Linked DNA regions of Mus musculus: all the other regions are linked to region 3. A link is a contact called in public HiChIP or PLAC-seq data. All regions are on one chromosome and are shown on one strand. The core of a region is the stretch at or near the end of the contact, and the rest is flanking DNA. Distances in the headings are between cores, read along the strand shown. Region 1 overlaps Rbks (ribokinase). Region 2 overlaps Gm38424 (a long non-coding RNA gene). Region 3 overlaps Plb1 (phospholipase B1).

Region 1 (4,364 bases), core at 1,802-4,301, 710 kb after region 3:
TCACAAAGACTACAATAAAGAAGATCAGGTCACTGAGAGTGAAAGGTGTCTCTGAAATGCAGAAACCCACTGACATTCTACTGTAGCTCCCTGTGATGGTCTGTATATTCCTGGACCAGGGAGTGGCACCATTTGGATGTGTGGCCTTGTTGGACTAGGTGTGACCTGGTTGGAGTAGGTGTGTCACTGTGGGTGTGGGATTAAGATCCTCACCCTAGTTGCCTGGAAGTCAGTCTTCCACTAGCAGCCTTTGGATGAAGATGTAGAACTCTCAGCTCTGCCTATGCCATGCCTGCCTTTGATACTGCCATGCTCCCACCTTGATGATGATGGACTGAACCTCTGAACCTGTAAGCCAGCCCCAATTAAGTGCTATTTTTATAAGACTTGCCTTGGTCATGGTGTCTCTGTTCACAGCAATAAAACCCTGACTAATACACTCCCCTTAGGGGCTGGATAGTGGCTCAGTGGTTCAAGCATACATGCTTTTACTCTTCCAAAGATGCCAGCCCCTATATATGGTAGCTCACTTCCGCCTGGAATAGCCGCAGGAGAATACAACACCCTCTACGTGCACATACACACATCATACACATACACATAGTTACATTTAAAATAAACCTTTAAAATGGTCCTCCTGGCAGTTGGGAGATGCCTCAGTCCTCAGTAGAGCAGAGCACTGGCTGCTCTTCCAGAGGACCTGGGTTTGATTCCCACACCACATGGGGACTCATAAGTGCCAGTTACTCCAGGTCCAGAGGATCCAACATCTTCCTCTGGCCTCCACAGACATCAGACACATACATACAGTATGCACACACACACACACAGGCAAAACATTACTACACATAAATAAATCTATTTGTTAACTAGCCCTCCTTGTCCCAAGAATGACATCTAGAAAAGTCTCTTAAGACTGTGCTGCCAGAGGCTGCCAGAAAAAGACGAGGATTACAGAAGATTCTCCGGCTATGAGGAAAGGACAGGGGCAGAGCAATCACTGAGGCAGCTGACAGAGAGCACGAGCGACATCTGTCATGCCCTGAAGGCTGCCTGAGCTGTATTGCATTGCTTCTACATCAGCAGACCACCTCATTTATTAGCTAATCAGGCAGAATTCAGTACTTGAAATTATCCTTCCTAACCCTGAATGTGATCAGTTGAAAACCCAGGCTCTAACAATCTAATTGTAATTGCTTACCAGAAATGTCATGTTCTTGTTGAAGAACTGAACCAGGGCCAAGCGTGGGCTTTTTTTCCTGTCTTCCCAATACAGAAGAACTGAGTTTACACAGTGCTGCAGGGCGCTATACTTTAGCAGCCCTGGAAGGCATCTGAGACCAGGCCTGTCTCAGAGATAGCCCAAGTGTGGCCACAGAGAAGAGTGGCATGGGATGGAGAAGGAGCAGTCATTTCAGCATCAGTCCAAATAAATAAAATAAATGTTGTCAAACTGCAAAGCCCAGAACGCTGAGCCTGCCATGCCCGTGGTCTTCACTGTTGCTGATGCAGGTGTGCAGGGCAGTCAAAAGGCAGGTGTGTGCGTCATAGACCTGAACATCTGCTTGCTTGTGTAGGAAAATATGACTGCACACTATAGGTTGTACTCTGTGCAACGATACTGTTAATGGTATAAACAAAGAGGTGTGTATGTGTATGAGTGTGTTTACATAATGTACTACAGTGGGTCTCAAGATTCTCCTACCCTCATCATCTCCGAGGACAGGATTGCAGGGATTGTGGTCACATGATACCATACCAGATTTTTAGTTAGGTATGGTGCCATAGACCTGTAATCCCAGCATTTGGGGAGTAGAAGTAGGAGGATTAGGAGTTTAAGGTCAGCCTCAGCTACGTATTGAGTTCAAGGCCAGCCTAAGCTATATAAGACCCTGAAGCAAGCAAGCAAACAAAAAACCTGTATTGAAATTCCATTTGACCCAGGAGATAGTGGTGCACGCCTTTAATCCCAGCATTTGGGAGGCAGAGGCAGACTAATCTCTGAGTTCAAGGCCAGCCTGGTCTATAGAGTGGGATTCAGGACAGCCAGGGCTACACAAAGAAACCCTAGTTGTGGGGGAGGTGAGAACTTCCATTTGTCCCCAGTCTGAACAGCTGCCCTTAAGAAATCAAACAACAGGGACCAGGGAGATCTGGAAAGTGGTTCTCACCAATGTATACTTTAAAAGCCAAGTGTGTGTTTGCAATGCTAGTCCTAGGAAGGCAGAAGCAGGCAAAGCCTTAGGGCTCACAGGCCAGCTTACTCCACCTGTGGGTGGCAGAGGACAACAAGATGGACATTTTGTGGGAAAAACAAACTTCATTCCGTTGGTCTCTGTGGTTTTCAAATGTTTTGGGATCCTGATTCACCTTATGACTGAAGCCAGTTCCCACAGAGTAAACCCAGCCATGGTAATAGAGGCAGAAGTGTAACAACCAAACTCCAAACACAAGTGGCTGCGTGTGTCTTTCGTAGGCTTGTGTACCTGCCTTCTGGTAATTCTCTCTTCAGCAGACAGGCACTGAGAACAGAAACCTACCTTCACTTAAATACCTGCTGGAATGTAATAATAAATATACTAAAAATGAATAGCATAGAATGCATATAAATAATGAGTAATAAATATCCATCGTTCAAATACCTCCCAGCACAATACTCAGGTAGTTTCCCTCTAATGCATACTTTAGAGACCAGCTCCCTTCTGACTGAAACAGGCTCCATATAACCATTCCTGTCAGAGACTGTGAGGCAGGGCATGCTGGATTTGGGTTGTGTAGACAGACCAGGTTCAAGCCATTGGCAGTGAATCACCCGCTCCACCTTTCAGCATAGCTAGAGTCTGCAAACAATTTTGCCCAGTCCCTTCACTGTCCTCACAGTGTAGACCTGGCTCAAGAGCAGGGGGTGAGGCAGTCACTGTGAGGAAGTGGGGACATTATAAATAACCCAGAAAGAAACCCTCTCCTAACAGCAACTGCTGCAGAGCTTGTGGCCTAACAGCTCAGGCGCAGAAAGGCCATGAATACAACATTGTGCAATGACTAATTACTCTAAGCCCTGTGCATGAGTAGAGGTGCGACCTGCGGCTGCTGCTCAGGCTATCAGATGCCTTTGCTGTGTGCTAATCCAACGGCTCCGTATGTTTAGCAGTTCTCAGAGAACAATGATAATAGTTCAAACAGAAGAAAGCAGCTGGTGGAGAGGAGCGCTGGGCAGAGACGGTCTCAGCAAAGCCTGTAGGATACCAAGTCATATTGGAGTAACTGGTTTCTGTCTAGAATGCTGGAGTCACAGGAAGAAAGACTGCTGACCACAGAAGGCAAGGCCAGTCTTTCTAGCCCAATGAGTCACTATCGGACACTTTGTTTTTAAGTGCCATTTATTCGCAGATATGTAAAGTTGTTTAAGCACAAAGCAGATTAACAGTGCAAGAAGAATAGGGCTTTTCTTCTTCTTTTAGCTTGCACTCAGGATTCCTTCCCTCCTTTCTGAATTATAGAATGAATTCATTTACCGCAGACATTTTTGGGCAAATAGAGGTCTTAGCCTATTTTCAGTCTCCATAAGCCATTTTTCTCCTTGGCTTCCTAGACTGCAGGCAACAGGCAAAACAGCTTTCCCCAAATTTCTACCCCCAGCACAGAGTGAGTTTCAGGTAGAAAGTGAAGCTAGAGAAGGGTTCTCAGAGATTGCTGAATATATGGTGTCCCTTTGGGCTCCAGCTTGGACTGGAAGTAGGGTGAGGGGCACGAAGGGGTACAGGGTTGTCTGCTGTGTATGTTATTGGATAAGTCTGCATTTTATATGAGATCTTTTGGATGCAAGTGTTACTTCAGACCACCCCATCAAGATGTTCCAGAATTGGTGTGACTGGCCAGAAAGAGGCCATCACTGACTGGTGAGGCTGAAAGAGAACCCCAATACACGGGCAGGCCCATGGGGAGCCAGCAAATGACCTCTGTCAATCCAGGAGCCATGTGTCACCAATCAGAGGGCAGCCAACCTGAACACCACAGCCCTGTACACGGGGAAACCTGAGAGCTCTCAGAGTACTGTATCCAGCAGGGGCTTCTCTTGGCTGTGACTCAATTTTAAATAAAATCCCAGTGATACGGTTGTTATTATCACCTGTTATCTTACAAATAAAGGCAGGGTACCAACAAGCGAAGAATCTAGAGCTTTTTGCTGCACAGTAGTTGAAGTATAATCAATGTAGTGAAAACAGGGAGACCAGTGTCCCCTTTAATCTCACCTCGGCCTCTTTGGGCCTGAGAACACTGGAGCATTAGCTCCCTTTGGTTTCACACTTGACCTCCCATTCATCCTTCTCACCCATCTAAATGAAAGCAAGCCTCAGCCCAGA
Region 2 (4,557 bases), core at 1,090-3,589, 740 kb after region 3:
CATTGGTCCACCCAGACCATCACCTCAACCCAGTCACAAAAAGTAGCAAGCTCACTCACTCACTTGGAGACTTGTGGAGCTGCATGAAGAAGAAAAGCTATAACCGCTTTTGCCCTGGGGCTTGGTCCCTGTGACAGTTCTGTAAATGCTGAGTCCCAGAAGCAAGAACTGGGTAAGGGAAGCCAGTCTGTCTCCAGCCACAGTGGGAGCAGGCACCCTTCACTGCAACTGCCCTAATCCTCCCAGCAGGTGCACAGTGGTGCTCTCCTAGGCTGTCGCCATCCACAGGACCCTGCAACATCGGATCCAAACAAGGATTGTCACAACAATCCACATCTATTTCCTTCTGCCTTTGCTAGTTTTATGTCAACTTGACCCAAGCTAGAGTCATCTGAAAGGAGGGAACCTCAACTGAGAAACTGCTTCCATAAGATCCGGCTGTAGAGCCTTTTCTTAATTACTGATTGATGGAGGAGAGCCGAGGCCATTGTGGGTGGCGCTATCCCTGGTTTCTGTATGAAAGCAAGCTAAGCAAGCCATGAGTGAGCAAGCCAGTAAGCAGCACTCCTCCATGGCCCCTGCATCAGCTTCTACCTCTAGGTTCCTGTCCTGACTTCCTTTGATGTGGAAGCCTAAGCCAAATAAACCCTCTCCTGCCCAAGTTGCTTTGATCATGGTGTTTCATCACAGCAGTAGTAATCTTAACTAAGCCACCATCTCTTTGGAGGAAGCAGCTTTTAAAGATTCAAATGGCCTAAATGTAATCTGGTACTCAGCTAGAAGGGAAAGCCAGGGTCCTTGCTTCAACTAGTGATCTGAAACAAAAGGAGGCAAAGCCTTTGGTAAGAGAGAGAAGTGGGGTCCTTCTCCAGCCGGATGCAAAGCCTTTCCGAAGATGCTGTCTATGACTCGTGCTGGCTGGGCCAATTCAGTTTGGTATGTGGAGAACTACACGGTTGCCTCCACGTAGGTTGCAGTTCCAAGAGTCACTCATGAGCTCCGGACTTAAAGGTTAATGAGATAAAACCATCCATAAATCAGGGTGATGGCTGACACAAGAAGGCCCCCAGCTCCTGCCCCACTGCACTAACACCATAATTGCTCTATTTCAGGCTGTCCAGATGATCACATTTGATTGCATACCCCTGTATGTGAACAAGTGTATAATCATAAAATGTGCACTTAAATTATAAGCTACCTTGCTCAAGGCTTCTTTCTAAATTTAGTTATTCGATGCCAAGGAGAAAAGGGGCCAATCATATATTAACCAAATTAATCATCTCAGAATGAACTGACTTGGGGAAAGATTTAGAAGTGAATTTTCCCACACAGGACAGAATTCTATATGTTACATTCAACATATATGTTCTAGGTGCTGCTGAGATGGCTCAGGGGGTAAAGCGCTTACTGCTCTTGCTCAAGGAGCTATATCTGAATGCCTATAAATAATAGTAGTAATAATAATAATGATAATAATAATAATTCCAGGCATATCTGGACCCCTAGCACTGGGCATGGGAAGATACAATAGATCCTAGGAACTTACTGGTCAGCCAAATTCTGTGTACCTCCACAGCTTCTTTTCTTTTCAGTGAAAGTCAGAAGATAGCATTATGAAGTTTATTCTCTCCTTCTACCTGTATCTAGGCCTCAGAAATTGAATTTAAGTGATTGCTACACTATTGTGGCAAGTGCCCTTTACCCACTGAGCCATCATGCCCCATATATATATACATATATACATACATACATACATATATATGTACACACACACACACACAAGCATGCACGCACATCTAAGATACACTGGACTGAAACATCACCCCAGCTACACGTGTGTGTGTGTGTGTGCGTGTGTGTGTTTGTATGTGTAATGGAAAAGAGAAAATGACACATAGCTCATTTCTAATGGCTAGATGTGTCCTTAAACAGAAAGTGCATTCCCCAAGGTGTGTTTTGAAGCTGTTGGCACTACAGAAGACATTTTTGGATCTGACACATTCTGATCCCTCTGGCTGGATCCATTTCCCCCTGGAAGAACTCCTGGGAAGCATGATCTAGTGGGAGCAGGTCCTCCAATCAGCCTGTCCCCTTCTGAACACCCCACTGCATGTGTTCCCAGCAGACATGGCTTCAAGTTAATGAAGTTGTGAATGAATGCAGGTGAATCCTAACAGAGAAATTTAGAGGGTCAGAGGGTGAGCCCCATTTCAGTAATAAAGACAGCAAGAAGAGGAAGCTGAGACCTTTCAGAGAGCGGAGTCTTACAGCTGCAGCCCAGGACAGCCCAACCCTGCTGGCCTTGCCTCTGTCCTCAAAGAACAACAGCAGCTTTGCTTGGCCTGTTGCATCAGCTGCTACACTCCACCCTTCCCTTCCCCACCCCAGGAAGTGGTAAGGAGAGTTAAGTAACAGCCTGTGAGGCAACCACTTGGGGCAGCTGGAAATCTGGGGGAGGCTGTCTCTCTCCTTCCAGCCAGGCTCCACCCAACAGTCTCTCTTTAGATTCAAATCCATGGAAAAAGAAGTGCTCAGCTGCCAGAGTCCTCCCCACTCTCCTGACATTGCTTCATCCCTGGTACCCACATGGTAGAGAAAGAAAATAGATTCCTGCAAGTCGTCCTCTAGCCTCCACATGTAGGCCTGTGACATCTGGGGGTGATGTGCAAACACGCACATGCGCGCGCACACACACACACACACACACACACACTAAACAAATAAATAAATGTTAAAAATATTTTAAAAGGCTTTTTAGGACTAGAGGTATGGCGCAGTAGTTAACAGTGCTTACTACTCTTGCAAGACCCTGGTTTGCTTCCAACACCTCATCAGGTTGCTCACAACTCTGGTTCTGGAAGAGGCCAGAAGAGGGAGTCAGATCTCCTAGAGCTGGAGTTGCAGGCCCTTGTGAGCTGCCATGTGGGTGCTAGGAATTGAACCCAGGTCCTATGGAAGAGCAGTCAATAAGTATACTTAACTGCTGAGCCATCACCCCAGCCCCATGTAACCCTGCTGTCCTGTCTCTGACTCCTCAGTGCTGGGACTAAAGGCATGTGCCCCACAACTTTTTCTTAATTAAAAGAAAAAGAACCTATGACAATATACTTGACTCAAAGGCTATATTAGCTATCATTACACACAATTTCTCTATTTTTAAATTATTATTATTGTTATTATCATGAAGATGTTTGCTGAGATAGGACCTTACTCTGTAAACAAGACTAGCCCCTGATCACACAGTAACCCTCCTGCCTCAGCCTATTAAGTGCTGGGGTTACAGGTGTTCTCTACCATACCCAGTTCATGTCTTTTACTGATATACATTGCTGTTAGTCAGGTTCTAGAAGGCTTGAAAGCCAAGGATGGGCTCCTCCCTCATCATCAGCATCTTGTAAAGTGAGGAACCAAAGCTGCAGAACTTAGATTACAGGTTAGAAGAGCAGGCCCGGGTGGAGCCATGACATTCTGAAACTGTCCAAACGACCATACGATTACTATCTAGCTAGAGGTTTTCTGGTAAAGAGCAAAGGCGTACTAATTGTCCCTTCAGAGCTAATCCAATTGAGCCTGTCAAACACCTAGATAAGGAAATGCCCTTAGGAAGCTGTCTGTTCCAGAAACTGTAAGAACGAGCATAAAGCCAACCTAAAATGTAGGTTGAAATACTGGTCTCTCTGGGCATTGTCCAGCTCGCCCCCTCAGTGTTTCCCTCAACAATGGTCTCTTAGCCCCCTCTCACCTTCTCCGTGCTAGATTCTATCTTCTAGGTTGAGGTTTGTGCTGCTTGTCTGATTATGTTTGTGGGCATGCTTGTGCTTGTCACAGGCACGTATGGGACGAGAGGACAACTTTACGGAATCATTTCTCTCTGTGTTAATAGGGATTCCAGAGATTTGAACTCACATTGCTAGGCTTGGGTTGCAAACATTTACCTGATGAGACATTTACCTACCAGCCCGTTTTCTAAATTCTTCCTACATAGATCACCAGACCCAGGGAGCTGAGGGGATCCCAGAGTGAGATCTGAGTTAGAGTCCTAGCTGGTATTCTTCTTGCTGGGTGAAACATGACTTTAATCCCAGCACTTGGGAGGCAGAGGCCAACAGATCTCTGAGTTCCAGGCAGGCAAGAACTACTTCTTTCACCTGTGAGATCAAGGGCTACCAATGTCACCTCAAGAACTATGTGTTTGAACTTTTTCTACATTCTGGGAAACTTGGGCTGCAAGCTCATGGATTAGACAGAGATGTGCAGCACTTGCAGGTCTGTTGAAGGTCATACTCTCTTTGAGCCCCTTCTGAGAGCTGAAAGCCTCTCCAGACTTGAGTACTCAACCAGGTTCTCTTGCTGGTGATTCAATTTCTTCTAACCCCCTTTCTGACTCTGCTCTATACATTTGGGGTTTGGGGAAGGAGATAGCTTTTTGAGGCAGAGTCTATATATCCTAGGTTTGTCTGGAACTCATTGTTTCCTGTGTGCTGAAGATGCCCAGCACCAGAATCCACTGTGCTACCTCCCTCTGCCCCTTGCTCTACCTTTACAATGCATTCCTTC
Region 3 (4,317 bases), core at 678-3,177:
CCTGATATTCTCCTGCCTTCCTACGCACTCTATGGGCCAGTATCAAGTGAGCCGAGTCTGTGGTGTTGTCTAGTCCCTTGATGGACTCATTCCTCAGGGCACAGGGTTTACACCATTTCAGGCTATGCTCTCTCTCACTAACTCAGAATGAATGCAGTTTTGCTTGTTGTTTAACAAAAGGGAAGTTAGCTGTTGAATAAAACTGTGAAACTAAATAGCCCAAATAACAGCAAATTTTTGTATGCATGTGGAGTACTTAGTCCTAAATTCTTTCTAAAGTTTATCTCCTTTAATCCTATGACGGCTCTGAGGGACAGGTACTATGATTAACCTCATTATAGAGGAGAAATCCAAGACTCAGAGATGCTAAGAAACTTGGTCAAGATCACATAGTCTTACAGGTTTGAGGAAAGATTTGAACACAGAAGATCTGACCTCTGTGTACCTGCCTCATGTGTACATGACTGCTGGGGATTCAAACTTGGAGCCTTGGATTCCCCCCCCCCCCCCGTGAACTCATACTTATCCACGCTGATAAATGACAGAGTAGACATAAGAGAACGATTCCCAAACTTTACTCAAACTTTGCTTCCCCCAACACTGGACACTTTGTGTCAATGATGTCTCCTACTACTGCCTCTGCTCAGGCAGAGGTGCAGGGCAGGGTGGGAAGGGGAGGGGAGGGGAGGGGAGGGGAGGGGAGGGGAGGGGAGGGGAAGGGAGGCGGGAGACTGAAGAGAGACAGCTCAGTGGGTAAAGTGCTCGCTATGCAAGCGTGAGGACCTGCGTTGGAATCCGCAGTGCCCATGTAAAAGCCAGGCACAGCAGTGTACCCCTGTACTCTCCTTGGGGTAGAGACGGTGCACCCTTGAAATTCACTAGCCAGCTAACTAGCCATATTGGTGAGCTCCAGGCTCAGAGGGAGACTGGGTCTCAAAATACAAAGTGAGGAGGGCAGCGAGTTGGTTCAGTGAGGGAAAGTGCTTGCTACACACAAGCCTGAAAACCCAGAGTCTGAGTCCTGGAAGTCCATGATGGAAGGAGAGAACTGGCTTCTCAAAGATGACCACGCACCTCCCACGTGTATACACACCACACACAAATAATAACATCAGAGGGCTGGAGAGAAAACTCAGCAGTTAAAAATGTTTGCTTGCAAAGGACAAGCATTCAGTTTTCATGCCAAGCAGCTTATAGCCGTCTGTGTCTCTAGCTCTAGGGACCCCCAACCCTCTCTTCTGGCCTCTGCAGGCACAGGAGGGCACACAGGCACACACACATGCACACAAAAGAAATCTTTGAAAATTTAATGCTGGTGAGTTATTGATTGGAATATGACATTGTCCTCTGGCCTCAACTTGTAGGAGCACAAGGAGTACATGTATACATGTACCTGAATGCACATACCCACATGCCCCCTCCCAAAGAGAGAGGAGGAAGGGAAGAGAAGAGGAGAAGAAGGAGGAGGAGGAGGAGCACTGACAGAGCCTGGTGATCAAAGCCTGGGCTCCATGCATATGACAGTAACTATGTGGAGGAGGAGTGGGAGCACTGACAGGCTGAGGAACCAGGCCCTGGTGAACAAAGCCTGGGTTCTATGATCATGACAGTTACTAGGAGGGGGAGGAGGAGGAGGAGGAGGAGGAGGAGGACTGACAGACTGAGGAGCCAGCCCTAAAGCCTGGGCTCCATGCTCAGGACAGTAATCCTAACAGTCACTAGGTGCTAGAACGCCCACAGGGCCCAGTGTTTTGTAGACAAAGTAGTCCTTCCTCATGTGACACTGAGGAGCTATCACGGCTTCTGCAGCATGGAGATTCACACTGAGCCCTGGGTCCTGGTTAGGCTTCCAAAAGGAATGTTCTCTGTAAGCAGAGTGAGTCAAGCCTGTGCCGTCTCCCTGGTGACAAGAACACAGCAGCGATCCTTCTGCAAAGCAAATACCCAGCACGCTCTATGCTCTGTGCTCTGCTCCGTGCAGGAAGTCAATGAACCCAGTCAGACATTTCAGCTTTCATTACCTGGGTTTCTGTCAACAACAGAGAGCCCAGAGAAAACAACCACTGCTGAGCTATGTGAGGGGCCCTGACAGCCAACTGTCAAGGATATGAGACAAGACAGAGAAAAGCAGAGGAAGCGAACTGAGCGATTCACGATGTTGTGAGCCACTCTGAACAGATGGCTCATGTCCCTGAGAGACAGGAGGTGGGACTGGAGCCAGCAGGGACAGAGCCTGCTTGTGTAGTAGACGGGCTCCTATTGCCCCTTTAACAGTGCAGTGGTCAGGGCTATGTTCAGGAATGGTTTGATCCAGGTTCTTCCCTCATAACTTTCTAGGTGACTTTGGCTGTTTAAGAATGTCTCTAGCCACAGAGCCCACACCATAGTACCTGTGCCCAACGGTGTACAGATTACAGGAGATATTCACGTGGAAGATCTGATGCAGGTCCAGCACTCAGGGATGCTCTGCGTACCGAGGTTACGACCCAGCTGGGTCCTAGACACTTCCCCTTGCTGTTCCCAAATTCCCACCTTAATCTCTTTGCTAGTCCCCACATCAACTCACTGAGCTCTGGCTCCTTCTTCTGCCACATTTAATCCTGCCTTGTTGTCCAGGGTACCAGTAGAGAATCCAGTGATGGAAGGGTTGAACTTCTTCAGGATGTCTTTAGAGAGGGATGAAGCAAAGAGCACAGCTGAAAGGAACTGAGGTGGGCATGTAGTTTGGAAGCACATGTGGGTGGGAGTGTGTGTGTGGGTGCTTATCCCTCTGGGGCTGGCCGATTTCCTCCCCTGCAGACAGTGCCCTCTTTCCCCCACTGTAGGCAGAAGCCCTTAGTCTCAGTGAGGGTTATGGTGGACATTTTGGTGAGGGATACTTACTGGGAAGTGTGGTATGGGTCTCCAACTTTCCATCTCCTCCAATGCTGAGGAAGAGAAAGTAACTTTGTCAGTCAATGTTGCACTGACCTTCGGCCTCCTGGGCTGTCACAGGTAGGAGTCAGGACAGAGGGATTCTGTCCTTGAGGCATTTCTCCTTCCACCCTCAGAGCTAACCCAAGCATCACCCAGTCTCTTTGGATATCAGAGTTGGGCCATGTGGACTAGGCCTACCCCTGAGCAGGTGGTGGGGAATCCACTTGCTATACCTCTTTTGTTTGTTTGTTTGTTTTGTTTTGTTTTGTTTGAAACAGGGTTTCTTTCTGTAGCCCTGGCTGTCCTGGAACTCTGTAGACCCACTCTGTAGACCTGGCTGGCCTTGAACTCACAGAGGTCCGCCTGCCTTTGCCGCCTGAGTGCTGGGCTTAAAGGCTTATGCCACCAGTGCCTGGCTTCTTATACCTCTTTAGGGGACTATTATCTGTAGAGAGTGAGCCAAGAGCACTCTTACCTCCAAGACAGCCCCCTCCAGGGCGTGGCTAGCCTTTTATATCCACTTGGCCGAGCTCCGGTGGCTGTCTGTGGAGAGCAAAGAGAAGCTTTAAAAAGGGTTGAACTGGGTGGTGGCGCACGCCTTTAATCCCAGCACTTGGGAGGCAGAGGCAGGAGGATTTCTGAGTTTGAGGCCAGCCTGTCTACAAAGTGAGTTCCAGGACAGCCAGGGCTATACAGAGAAACCCTGTCTTGAAAAAAAAACAAAAACCAAACCAAACCAAACCAAACCAAAACCAAAACAAAACAGAAAAGGGTTCCCTGTAGCAATGTAGCTTGAGGACTTCCCGGGGCCTCTGGCCCTCGAATTGCGGCTGGCACTCAGATTAGTCTTTGTTAGGGAAGGTCCCACTCTTCTCTATGCCTACTCTCTTCTCTGCTGTCTGCGTTCCCCCCAGACTCTCGCTTGGTCCTGCTGATCTCTTCTGATGCTTCCCTAGCCCCAGTGAAGGTCCTTTAATTTGTCCATCATACCCTTGGAGACATTCACATGCCTGCAGTGGACAACACTGGCATCCCATCTGACTTCATAGGTACCACAGGCTCCCTTCCTGCCATCAAGGTTCATCTCCAGGGTCCAAAGCAAAACACTGTCCCCAGTGTGGATGCCATAATCCAGCATCCCCGTTCTGTCCCTCTGCTTCCCACTTTCTTTGTTTTTTGAGACAGGGTTTCTCTGTGTGGCCCTGGCTGTCCTGGAGCTCAGTGTGTAGACCAGACTGGCCTTGAACTCAGAGATCTGTCTGCCTCTGCTCCCAAGTGCTGGAACGAAAGGTGTGTGTCACCATCTCCTGGCGCTTTCTTGCAGAGCCTCCATGGAGGAACACAGGCCTGTCACTTCTTTCAAAGCCCAGGGCCCTGAGCTGTGCTGCTCTGTCCTTGCCC

The links. HiChIP or PLAC-seq counts read pairs in DNA pulled down with a chosen protein or histone mark.
Region 1: a FOXA1 HiChIP or PLAC-seq map of pancreatic cancer cells shows a contact between it and region 3. The contact joins two enhancer-like sites. A contact is called at or near these places in 2 of 115 datasets of contacts at active chromatin or transcription factors (embryonic stem cells and pancreatic cancer cells) and 2 of 9 other capture datasets (embryonic stem cells and macrophages).
Region 2: a contact with region 3 is called in a FOXA1 HiChIP or PLAC-seq map of pancreatic cancer cells. The contact joins two enhancer-like sites. A contact is called at or near these places in 1 of 39 promoter capture datasets (embryonic stem cells), 4 of 115 datasets of contacts at active chromatin or transcription factors (embryonic stem cells and pancreatic cancer cells) and 2 of 9 other capture datasets (embryonic stem cells and liver).

The regions. Positions count from the first base shown.
Region 1 is chr5:31,635,783-31,640,146 of GRCm38.p6, reverse strand. The region is part of intron 7 of Rbks (ribokinase); the gene reads left to right. The region is part of intron 2 of Gm38424 (a long non-coding RNA gene); the gene reads right to left. Among named protein-coding and RNA genes, the nearest start is that of Mrpl33, 24 kb to the right of the region's middle. Within about 2 kb of position 3,051, at least 95 of the 459 cell types and tissues checked have an H3K27ac peak or open chromatin away from gene starts, as enhancers often do. A contact at or near this core is called in pancreatic cancer cells, where this site is marked.
Region 2 is chr5:31,600,388-31,604,944 of GRCm38.p6, reverse strand. The region is part of intron 2 of Gm38424 (a long non-coding RNA gene); the gene reads right to left. Among named protein-coding and RNA genes, the nearest start is that of Gm38424, 5.7 kb to the right of the region's middle. Within about 2 kb of position 2,339, at least 197 of the 459 cell types and tissues checked have an H3K27ac peak or open chromatin away from gene starts, as enhancers often do. A contact at or near this core is called in pancreatic cancer cells, where this site is marked.
Region 3 is chr5:32,343,986-32,348,302 of GRCm38.p6, reverse strand. Plb1 (phospholipase B1) reads right to left here. Exons shown (of 59, transcript NM_001081407.1): 48 at 3,392-3,459; 49 at 2,884-2,927; 50 at 2,567-2,666. All of the region lies in intron 1 of Gm36840 (a long non-coding RNA gene), which reads left to right. Among named protein-coding and RNA genes, the nearest start is that of Gm36840, 8.7 kb to the left of the region's middle. Within about 2 kb of position 1,927, at least 168 of the 459 cell types and tissues checked have an H3K27ac peak or open chromatin away from gene starts, as enhancers often do. A contact at or near this core is called in pancreatic cancer cells, where this site is marked.